Regions from separate parts of the Capsicum annuum genome. Here region 2 is linked to region 1. Evidence: chromatin contacts called from public Hi-C data. All regions are on one chromosome and are shown on one strand. The core of a region is the stretch at or near the end of the contact, and the rest is flanking DNA. Distances in the headings are between cores, read along the strand shown. Region 1 holds the start of LOC124888490. Region 2 holds the start of LOC107847456 (protein ESSENTIAL FOR POTEXVIRUS ACCUMULATION 1).

The links. A called contact is a pair of places that touch in the nucleus more often than the background predicts.
Region 2: a contact with region 1 is called in a Hi-C map of bud, with 2.7 times the contacts expected there. The contact joins the promoter of LOC107847456 here to the promoter of LOC124888490 in region 1. A contact is called at or near these places in 3 of 5 Hi-C or Micro-C datasets (bud, leaf and placenta).

Annotation. Positions count from the first base shown.
Region 1 is chr11:113,640,516-113,646,862 of UCD10Xv1.1, reverse strand. It overlaps LOC124888490, which reads left to right and starts at 3,009. Exons shown (of 4, transcript XM_047398910.1): 1 at 3,009-3,170. The coding sequence starts at 3,130.
Region 2 is chr11:113,954,038-113,960,329 of UCD10Xv1.1, reverse strand. It overlaps LOC107847456 (protein ESSENTIAL FOR POTEXVIRUS ACCUMULATION 1), which reads right to left and starts at 4,978. Exons shown (of 12, transcript XM_047398911.1): 1 at 4,658-4,978; 2 at 4,084-4,131; 3 at 3,900-3,973; 4 at 612-1,406; 5 at 421-514; 6 at 170-313; 7 at 1-66. The coding sequence starts at 4,733.

The DNA.
Region 1 (6,347 bases), core at 1,760-4,259:
CCATAGATAATCTACTTGTGTTGCCAATGTCTAACTTTGATATGATTATGGGTATGGATTGGTTGGCATCGTGTTATGCTTTGGCTGATTGTTGTACTAAGCTTATACATTTTGATTTAAAAAAAAAACACCTTTGGCGTGGAAAGAAATTATTTTTATGACTCAAGGGAAGATAATATCTTATGTAAAGGTACACTGAATAATTAAACATGGGTTTTTGGGTTTAATTGCTATTGTTCATGATACACGAGCAGAGAATGTTGCTATTGGCAGTGTTTCAATTGTTCGAGAATTTTTTTATATGTTTTCAGATTATTTGCTGATGCTACCTAGGTTATCCATAGTTCATAATTTGTTTCATATATCCATATGAGTTAGATATCCTCAATTATTTGATATTACATATATGATTCTTGTCAAGCTCGAGGATAAACACCATTTTAAGTAGAGAAAACCGTAATAACCCAATACACATTGGTAATTTACCAATATATAATGATTATGGTATTAAAAGAGTTAAAAAAAGTGGGCCAAGTCCATTATCTTACTCTGATTTATGTTACTGCATAACTGAAAGAGTAAAAATATTAGCGAAATTAGTACCATTATTTTTGGGAGAAAGAAATGATTAATAGATGAGGATTTGGGAAGTTAATAAATGGCCATATCTTTATCGAGCAAAAGCTTCAGGTATTTAGTATCATATGTTGTTAATAATGGTTTGCATATCTGTAGTTCACAAGGTTTTGAAATTACCTACGTAAAAGAACCATTCATTCTTTTGTTGCAGTTGTAATTTTCTTATCACTTTTAATAAGAGCGCAATGATTACTTAGTGACTAAAAAATTATGAACAGAGCGTATGCTATAATAATTAAAATTTGGTGTAGAACTATATGATTATAATAATTTCATTGGCATAAGAATCAACAACTTTAAACTTTTGGAATAGTGGGCTTGGTTTCGACCATCTCAACCCATGTTCCAGAACTGTTCTTTTCAATTGTATAATTTTTGGATAGTGATACTAGAATAATATTACTATTAATTCATGGCTTTTAGGTGATGAGATACTAAGGCTTAGCTCTAAGCCTAAAAGTTAGAATATTGATTCTTGACCTCCCCCCCTACGACTAGCATAATTGATATTATTAATTGTACTTTTGATAGATTGAAACCATCGGGGGCTGTTTGATTGGTGTTCTACAAATTTTCAACGTTGGGGGAATTTCTTGTTAGCAAGGTAAGTGAGACTTTAAGCTTTGGTACTAGCTTTTCAAACCTGCTTTATAAAACATGTATTTTTCTACCTAGTCCATATGTTGGGACATCGTGTGCTTGGCATAATCGACGGTTTTTGACTAGCCGTGGATATATATTTTGTGAAGTATATTGAAAATTATTTCATGGTCATATGTGAGGTAATGTTGGGTCATTGGATATCTTTTCTTTGCCATCCAGATATAATGATTAGGGGCATACATAGCTGTTGTAATATGTTAGGGGCATACTTATGCTTCCATAATATGTTAGAGGCTTAGTACATGTTGTCATAATATACGTTTGGGGCATTATATATGTTGTCATGGACTTTTCGAGGTGCTAGATTGACCACCTTCACTGTCGTTTATGACAAGTCGTGAGAGTTGATTGAGTTAAAATACAAAGTAGCTTTTTGAACCTCATTTTGGATCTTATTGAGCTTTATATTGTAATATATATTTTGTACATGTCATTATTATATTTTTTGTGCTTTATATTTTTCTAACACTTGTTCTAGAAGTATTAAAGTAGCGGGTTGAGAACTTACTGGATTATATTTAGCACACTCCTTACACGCATGTCTACATATACTGTTGCAAAAAATGAAACTAGTGGTTGATAGTTCGTTTGTGAGGATTTTGTTGCTGAGATGAGACTTTGCATTACTCGTGGAGACTGTCATTTCAACTCTAGCTAATTTTAGATTATATTTCTTTTCATTGGGTTTGCATGCCCAAAAGTTGAACTCGTGTAACTCTATTTAGATGCTCCGTACTCTTAGTGTGAGATTTGGGCTAGAGTTTATTATTTAAGCTATTGTTTGTTTTCATAAATCAATACATGATATGTGGTTGGATAATTACTTTCGTTTTATGACTATTTTGGAGTTGCACACGTTTTATCTTAGTGCTTATAGAAATTATGAGTGTATGGAAGATTGTTTCTCCTGGCAGGTGATATTAGTGACTGCCAATTACATTTAGGGGATAATTTGCGATGTGAAAGCTTATAAATAGTTTATCGTACCACTTGTAACATGCACATATTAATTCATATTCATAATTAATACAATATACTACTTTTACTTGTCCATTTAGAAATAGTTTCTTCGTTTATTATTGCCCTCGGAAGAATGGTCTTAACTCTCGGGGAATGGCATCGAGGTCTCATTCCTTAAATTTATGCTTGTTTATTTGCTTTCTATTGCTAATAATTTCCAATAATATTCCTATCCTTGTTTAATTAAATCAAATAATGAATCCGCTGGTAAATAGATATAAAATTAGAGTTTAATTTACATGTGTGCTTTTGACCTCATACATAATTCAGCAGTACCAATTTTAGGAAAAACAACATACAACTTAAGAAATTCAAGTGTGTATTCAAACAAAATTTCAAACTATTTTAGAGATTTCAAATAATAAATCATGTTCAAACTCCCTAAGGTTCAATATACACGGTGGACCTAATCGCAGGCTATAATGACTCCCACAGTGAAACTTTACAACATTGAACCAAAATATGGTATCCCTTGTTTGGGACTCTTTGTTAAATAACCCTTTAAAGTCTACCTTTTAATTAAATAGACTATAAGTTCTTTAGGCAAATTGACCCCTTTTTTAAAATTAAATCGGGTTGCAGCCTATTTCATAAAAACAAAAGTTCACTACAAATGACTGGGTCAGGCCCAATAGTAACCCCACCCGAATACGAAAAAGACCAAAAACCAAACAAATATCCAAAAGTTCAAATCAGTGGGTTATTTTGGAGAGTGAGGTCCCTTCTCTTGTGGCCTTTTCATCTTCTCCAGCTTTTTATGTAATCTTCAGAACTGCTCGCCGTCGATATGATCTCCATGGCGCTTTTATGGTGTTCCTGTTATCATTCTCTGTTTCTCCACCACTCAAGCTAAGTTTCAAATCTTAATATTTCCTTTTCTCTTTTCTAGCTCGATCGATTGAGCTTTTTAAGAAAGTAATACCACCATCTCTACTAGAAAATAGAGTCTGGTAGATAAAGATTTGAATACTTTGTTAGTGTAAAAAGGAACATTGCTAATCATCTACAAGGATTTATTACAGAGATGGTGCAGCTGTTTGTTTGAGTATTCATCCCGTCGCAACCAAAATTCTCACTGGTTGCAGGCATCCTACTCAAAAGGAACTCACTTCCAACCCCAATTATCTTCATCTACTCAAAAATCCCCAATTCAATTAGTTTATCACCTATTTACACTTTTTTTCAACTGTGGTAACCCTATTACTCTTCACTGCTTTTCTATAAGTTCAAAAAGTGGAGTTGCTCCATCCATTTATAGTATCAAGGTCCAAACTCCAGGTTTCTTTTGTTCCTCTATCTTTTCCAGTTGAATACATTTTGAGCATACTACTTTACGCCTTTAGATCCTTTAGTTCTTAACTGATGTTTCCTAATTTACGCCTTTGTATGAACTGTTGATTGTGTTGTTTCAAGAGTCTTGTGCACTTCTTCTAATATTAAGAGTCCCTAATTTGTCAAGCATTAAGATTGTTTTCCCTTCTGTTTGCATATGTTCTAAATTATTATACTGAAAATCACTTGAAAAAACAAAAACTAAGTTAGTGAAAAAATCTGCTAGAGTGTTACCTTCCCGAAGGTATTGTACCACTCCAACTGATATATTTTCCATCATCGCTTTAATGGAGCCGACCACTATTTCCACACTCCATGGAGCCTACCAATGTTGATTAAGTATATAAAACATAGCCCTAGAAACAGTTTCCAGACTTATTTGCTGTATAGAGTTAACTCTACAGAAATGAAGACATTCCCTGATAGTTGTAGATTCTGCTACCAAGTTGGTAGTGTCTTTAATTCTAGATCCTTTAGCTACTATTAAATCCCTAAACTGATCTCCAATTCAAAATGCAATAGAACTAGGGCCAGGATTTCCTTTGGAAGCACCATCAGTATTACCCTTTAACCATCCACTTTCCAAAGGAATCCATTTCACCAGCATAAAAGTATAGGAGTTACTGTACCTATGAAGTTCATCCACTATATTAGATCGCTTTCTACCTGCCACCGCCATTTTAAACCTAAGCTTAATAAACTTGGCAACAATATCATCTACTTCCTAAATGATCTTTCTTTCATGATAAGTACCCCCATTTAGAACAGTGTTTCTTATTTTCCATAGAAACCAAAGAATAATTATAGGAACTATAGTAAAAATAGTCCCCAATCTATAATTACCTTCTTGTAATCTCCATATCCTTACACATTATTTCACATTTATTCTTTGTTCAACTAAGCCAGCTGCTCTACAGTAATAATTCCACACCTTTTCAATAATTTGCCCCTTAAGGAAGAGATGGTTAATAGTTTATCTTTCTGGATTAGTACATCAAACACACTACTCATTAATCTCAGGATTCCATTTATTCATCAAGGAAGTTACTGGAATCCTACCTTTCCATATCCTCCAGATTTAGAATAAAAATTTAAAAGGCAATCCTTTATGCCAGATTACCTTTAAATCTTCATTAACATCAACTCATTGCCTTAGAAGTTCCCAAGCACTTTTTGTAGTGATTTTTCCAGTACTATTCATGGTCCACCAAGCTTTATCCATACTGTCTTCAAAGTATACAGAGTCCATATTATCTATGATATGGCTAACTACATGTATGGGGACTGTATTTTGCATAATCTCATAGTTCTAACCCTCAATACTTAGAAATTCTGAAATATCAGTCAAAGGATGGCATGTTTACACCTCAGATTGTTGCATAAACAATGGACCAGTATTAATTCAGTTGTCAAACCAAGTACTGGATGTCCCACCTTTAGGCTCCCACCATATGCATTGTTCTATTTTGTCTTTATTACTCAACATAGATTTCCACACCTGAGATCGACCTCTCCATTGGATAAAAGCAGGTAACTACTTTTTGCAATACTTATTCCACAAGTTGCTTTGAGTCCTAAACCTTCACCAAAGCTTGGCATCATAGCCTGAGCTACTTCCTCTATTGATCTAAATCCTAAACCACATTTTTGTTTAGGGAGACAAAGTTTACTCCAAGTAACCCAGTGCTTTCTTCTACCTATATCATTGTTTTGCCAAAAAAATTTAGCAAAAATTCTTTGTACTTATTTTATGACACTCTTTGGAGGAGCTACTACTGATAACACATATAGTGGGACACTTTGAAGCATATTTTTAATAAGAACTTCTTTTCCTTCATAATATAATAATCTGCCCTTGTAAGTTTGAAGCCTACCTCTAATCTTGTCTATCAATTCAACATAATTCTTTTTTTTCTTCTTGGAATGAGTTGAAGGACATCCTATATATGTCAATGGGAAGGATCCTCTATTCATTCCTGTAATTTGATCTCTCTGATTCACCATATTAGAGGGAGCATTTTGATGCATATAAAAAAAGCTTTTTCCCCTATTTACCTTTTAGCCAAATTCAATCAGATATTCCTACAAAATCTTTATTATCTTATCCATAGAATACTCATTAGAAGAATTAAATATAATGGTGTCATCTACATAAGCAAGGTGATTTAAATTAGAACTCCACTTAGGCATACTATTCCCCACATAAGAGATGTTATTAAATAAGTAATTAAAAGCTTTTGTCATCACTTCAGTAGAGAGAATATAGAGTGCAGGAGACAATTGGTCTCCTTGTTTCACCCACTAGTAGAGTGAAAGAATCCAACAACTTAACCATTTAACAAGATAGAATAATAACTATTAGAAATCAGTCTCCATATAACATCTACCACTGCATTAGAGAATCCCAACTTCGTTATCACTTTCATCAAGAAAAAACAAGAAACCCTATCATAGGATTTGGTCATGCCAAGCTTTAAGACTATATTAGAAGGTTTCCCTCTTTTACCAATATCAGTCATTACTCTTGAGTAAATAGGACATTTTCTACAATACTCCTTCCTTTCAAAAGCCTGACTGATTAGGGGATATTAATCTAGGTAAAAGATTATCCAACCTATCATGCACAATCCTAGACAGGATTTTATTCACAAAATTACTCAAACTAATTGGTCTTAAATCAGAAAAGGACTGAA
Region 2 (6,292 bases), core at 3,729-6,228, 310 kb before region 1:
ACAAACTTCCATCCACAGCAATAGCTTCAGAAAATTTGTCTATCTGTCTTTCATGATTATCTCCTCCTGAATAGCAAACAAGTCCCTTTGTCAGAAGTCAACAGGAAAATCTACCTTGATGAGAAGAGCTGATAATATTCCAAATAAATGGAGGTGATACTTTACTCACCATCCAACTTGACTTTGACACCATTCTTGTAAGCAAAGCTATAGGTATTGGCTTCTTCAACAACTATTGAAGTTTTCAGTAACCTATTAACTGTCTCTTCAGTGACATCAGCGGAGGGAATTTTGGGCTCCGTATCCACTATTTCTGAAAAATAAAAAAACAAAATTCAGAGAGAATCCCATATCCTACTCCAACAAAAAGATAATGGACAGGATTGGGAGTAGTACATATAGTTTTTGAGAAACAATTACCTGTGACATTATCCATAGATTGACCCTTCCAAAGACAATTGTAAGAAACGCCACCGCCGATAATTTTACCCTTCCATATATCACTGAGGACAGCCTATAAGATTGATCAAGCAACTTTATGGTATCAAATATGTTTTGAACACTTAGAAAACCTACAAGTCTGAACAAATGAGGTAATAGATGTAGCTCACCTCCTCCGCAGCATCAGGAACAACAAAAGCTAATGGTTCAATAGCAATTAGTTGAGTGACTGGGGGTGCTTCTTCCATATTTTCAGGCATGCCACAAAGAGATGAACCATGCTTTTGCCTGCGGTATACGTCTAAAGTTTTCCCCCTTGGATAACAAAATATGCCAGTCAAGACGCTTGAATTTCCAGCAACAGAATTTTCAAATGGTGAAGCACCAATTGCACCCCCAGAGGAAGGTCTAACAATAGTCCCTGTAGACCTCCCACGACCCAAGTTAAATCCCACATTTGACCCTTCTACTTTTCCTCTCTCCTGTCCAAAGCCTGGAGCAACTCGATAGGAACTTGGAGCCGCCGAGTTTCCCTCCATTCTATGGCGTGGACGCCACTTGTCACGAGAATCTGACTCCCGTTCTGAAACAGTACGGTTAGCCACAAACGTTTGACCATCATTATTAGCATCATCTTTGTCTACATCTATCCTTTTCTCACTGTGATTTTCTTTTTCTTTGTCATCAGGACCCCACCTAGAAGACCACTTGTTATCACGTCTCGTATCAAGCCCAGAATTGCGGTTATTAACATCATGCTCGGCACGGCGATCAGTTTTCCTTCGTTCTCTCCGACCAAACAAGCCAGTTTCCCTCTCTTCCTCACGCCACCGACGGCCACTCTCAGTCTCCAGTGTCGTTCTTCTCCAATCCTTTTTCTCCTCAGGTACATCTGCACGCCAAGCCTCCTTCTGACTTGAATCAACAGAACTTCCAAGGGACAGAGAGCTTGGTGGACGCGTTTCCTATGATGAATAAAACACGGGAGAAAACATTTTAGTAGAAACTTCAAGCAGTATAAAAGAAATATGAGTAAGTGTAACATCTGAACATCTGGCACTTAGATTTATGGAGAGAAGAATGAAAATTCAAATCTTAAAAAGATCACAGGTGAATAAATCCCGTATGAAGGTTGCAAATGAAGGGAAATTTTCTCCAGTTCTGTTTAACAGTACAGTAGGTAACAGTAGTAGTCACTTCCAGAATTTCATATTCGAAAGTCTAGGAAGAATAATGCTTCAAGGTGATAGAAACTTTGGCAAAGTTTAAAGGTAAAAGTTTTTTCTTTTGGGGTTGTTTCAAGCTAGCTTTTTTTGTTTAGATCAACAAGAAGAGCTTGAACTGACGGTGACTTTCTAAATCTCAGTTTTAAGACAAACAGTTATGAATCCACAAGAAATGGACACTCATGAAAGAAGTATTTCCTATGTGGTCACGGATGGTAAATACCATAAAAATCATAGAAATAACGAACAAAAACCATTGTTACTCTTCTACACCAATTGCTTAGTGATCCATCGGAGAGGTGAAATTTTCTGTCTTAAGGGCCCGTTTGTCCATGTGGGATGAAACCATGATTTGAAATTGTGATATGAAATCTTTTGAGATGAAGTTGATGCTTTGTTTGGACATGCAATTTATTTGGACCTTTAAAGTCGTATGTTTTCTCTTAATCATAAAAACCCCATAAGTTGTAAAAACTGTCAAAATTGCCCCAATTCTTTATACAATCTTGCAAAATAAGCAAAAGTGCATAACAAAAGTATAATACACTATCATGAAGCTATTCTAAAAATAATACAGCATTCATTGATCGAACTTTAGTTCAATAAAAAAGTAAAATTGAACATGAGTAGCAGTATACTACTCTTTAATATAATCCTCCCACACAGTACGAAAATCTCCTCACGTTAAAGTAATAATAAATGTGGATGGTTAAAGGTTGGTGAGAGTCAAGATTAAATCCAATACAAATGGTTTAAAGATTGGTAAGAGTAATAATATCAACTTTAAATTTTGTTCATATGAAATAAATGGTTGGTTGATATAAAATTGTGGATTTTATTTACAAAATATAAACTTGTGGGTCAATTTTTGTATTTGAAAAATTCCAAATCATGATATGAAATTTCCAAATCAAGCATTTTGGAGATTTGGGATTTCATTTCATGATACGCATGTCCAAACGCTGATTTCATCTCATAATTCCAAATCAGTAGATGAAATCACATGTCCAAATGCCTATTTAAATGGGCCGAACACACTTAGTCAACACCCTCGGTACTACAAGATCAGGGTCAATATCTTGGTTGTCTATATGGTTTGATGTCAACACCGAAAAGATCTCACAAAAACCGTCTAATTCAACAACAAAACACTTAATTCTCAAGGGTTCCCTGTATACTTAGAAAGGAGAATTTCCAGATGGGACAAACTATTTCATTTTTAGTTTTGTTTAATAAATGTAATTCATCATATCATAGAGAAAGCAAGTAAAAGGTCTAATCATGTACAAATGAACATTTTTTAAAATTTACAATGACATTTTATGATCTATTGAGTTTGAGATGATGTTGCAACACCAGGAGGGGATATGGAAATTAAGGATTCAATTGAAATCCTCACACTTATCTCGAAGATAATTCTTTCAGATGGGTCACACCAATAGGATGAACCAAATGAGTTCTACATCATGAACTTTGTACTGCACACATTACTTAAACGGGTTCGACAAAGGCATATTGGAAAGAATGGAGAAATCTGGAATGAAGAAGTAGAATATGAAAGAAAAGACAAGGAAATGAGAAAGTATCGGATTCTATTTCTTTGGATCTCAGCTGAATCTTGTCTATTTCAACCCCCCTAGATTTTGATTCGACTTTTAAGTCTTTCAACATTAATCAATCTTACCTTCCGAATATGTATTACATATTCAAATTCGTTTGAATGAGAGAGGGAATAAAAAGAGGAGATGAATCCAATTTCTAGATCAAAAAATAGTAGCTTTATCCAGTTTGGCGAGATAACCCCATCCATGTTCTAGTTAGGTAGAGTTTTAGGATCGTTTGATTTGTTACAACCTCTAGCAGAATGGTTTGAAATTGATTCTAAACGAACCTATTTCACCAAGCAGTGCTAATTTCTCCCTTCGTAGAATGGCTCCACTGGCAACATTTATGTTAAGTCCACATCTCAAATGATCTGACGAGAATCTGTGACTTCTCTGAAACTGCAAACCATCTCTCACATATTCCAAATATTAAGAACTGAATGAGTATAAAACTCATTGTATTAGATAGTGCCACAAAAGTGGATCTTAGGGTCCAAAAATAACTATTTCAAGTTTTGAATTCTACCTAATCTGTGTCCTCCAGGATAGTTTGCCTCAAGGAATTATCCATTAAAGAGCCAAAATGGGGTACAGTTACTCTGAAGAGTAAGCTTTTCATAACACTCACCATCTTTATGTCGCTTGGTTTAGCGTAAAGCCACTGCGGAGATAAAGGAATGCTGCTGTCCACCATTGCTTGATCTAAAGCAATGCCAACCCAGGTTAGAAGAGTTACAAGAGAAGGCAAAAAGCATCAGAAGAAAATCCACAGCCCTCATGCAATTAAAATCAAAAATGAAAACAAAATCTACCTTTGGAAATATCAAGCTGTCCCATGAAAGTCTTGTTGTCGTCATAACCTGTAGATGTTTCTAAGCAACTGTAAAACATGACAATGACAAAATGGGACCAAAATCTTATTCCAGAATTAAATGACTTGAAGATGGATAGAGGAAATCCAGTGGCAGGAACTGGGTTGAATATACGTAGATCCAAACACTAGAAGAAGATGACATTTTAGTGAGAAAACCAACGACTTTCAACAGTTAAATAAAACAATTAATTTTAGAATATTCATCTAGAAGCGTCAATTCGTCAAATTAACATTGACCAAAAGACTCACTGATACACTGTCTGCTGAATGCGGGATTTTCAAGTATTTTGAGTTGGCAATAGAACAAAAACGAAGCGAAGAATTTGGCATCAATTATCTTCTCTGACAGACTGAAAGGAAAGCAAATAAACAAAAAACATAGCGCCTGATCTGAAGCCCTAGAATTCAAAATTGAAGATTCAAATATAAGATTAATGAACCCTAAACTAAGCATTAGTTAATCATCCATTAAAATTTAAGACAAATCAAAATCAAATAAAATATATGAGCACCTTTGGGGGTCAAGGAGTGATCGGAAGTCTTAGAGGAAAGGAGATCGTCAGGAAGGTCAAGATTTCCTTCTGCCATGGCCTTGTCAGAAAGAGAATCGATGCAGATAAATGAATCGACGAGGCCGCGAGAGTGAAATTGAAGAGTTAAGTGAGACAAGTGAACAGTGAATTTGGATTTGACAAGTACTTTTTTAGGGTTCGGAGAGCTATTGATGAGAGAGAGAGAGAGAGGTGACGGAGAAGAAAAGGCTGAGGGTTTGGGTGGTCACCAGAGCCAAATGAATAAAAACCAAAAGGAGTTCTTTGCCAAAATTATCCTTTCATTTACTGGACTGACTCTATTTTGGTCCTTCAAATATAATCTTCACTATTTTTAATTAATTTCTTATATATTTGCTAAAGTGGAGCATTTTGGTCCCTAACTTTCATAATCTATCAATATATTTGCGAGAAAGGTACGAATATACCCCTAAATTATAGTAATGGTACATACATGCCCCTCATTATACTTTGGGTATGTTTATACCCTTGTCGTTAATAATTTGGTGCGTATATAACCCTGGCCCTACGGTGGACCATGTGTCAAAATCCTAACGGTTGAACTTTTTGGAAAAAAAATTATTAGCCTAAATAATTAAATTATCCTAAATCAATTCCCACACCCAACCCAGACCCGATCTGATCCCATGAAACAATCAAGAGAACCCCACAAAACTCTCTCGTCTCCACCACAAAACTGGAAGTTGGAATCTTTCTTTCTTCCTCCATTACAGCTCAATAATTCAGGTGAAGTTTCAACCTTTTCACATAAATAAAACAAGAATTCACACTCCTATATTGATAACCTTTTTCTTACATTGATAACTGACTTACATCTCATTATGTATGTATCGAATTTCAGCAGTCACCATGTTAAAGGCTGGAGAATATTACTCTCTCTGTCTCAATTTACTTGATAGATAAAGAAACATGCATGAATTTGTAGTCACACCTGGAGGAATGAAATTTTTTTTTCAGGGAAAGAGAGAGTGAGAAAGACGCGTGAGTTATTGTGGATTCTCCTGAAAATTTCATAGACCGAGATAGGTATCGAATTTAATTTAGGATAATTTAATTATTTAGGCTAATAAATTTTTTTAAAAAAAGTTCAACCATTAGGATTTTGATACGTGGCAAGCCATTAGGGCCAGGGGTATATTCGCATCAAATTATTAACGGCAAGGGTATAAACGTACTCAAAGTATAACGAGGGGTATATACGTACCATTTACCATAGTTCAGGGGTATATTCGTACCTTTTCTGATATATTTATAACTCTAGCTATAATATATAGCTATATCATATTAAGTAGGTATTTGTTCATGAAAATCAAATATATATTCACTTTATATGAATTTTTCAAGGTTGAAACTAGAGTTGTGTTTGGTCATTATATTTGGAGTTAATATTTAGAATTCAAATATATTTTTTTAAAAAAAAAACATAAAATATGATTTGAATGTGAAATACAATTTAAGTGGGGCTATTTTATGAAAATAAAAACTTAAGAATTTTTTTAAAAATTAAAAAGTGAAACCACCTTGAGGTTTTTTTCAAAATTTCAAATATAACTTCAAGTTGTATTTGGTATTTTT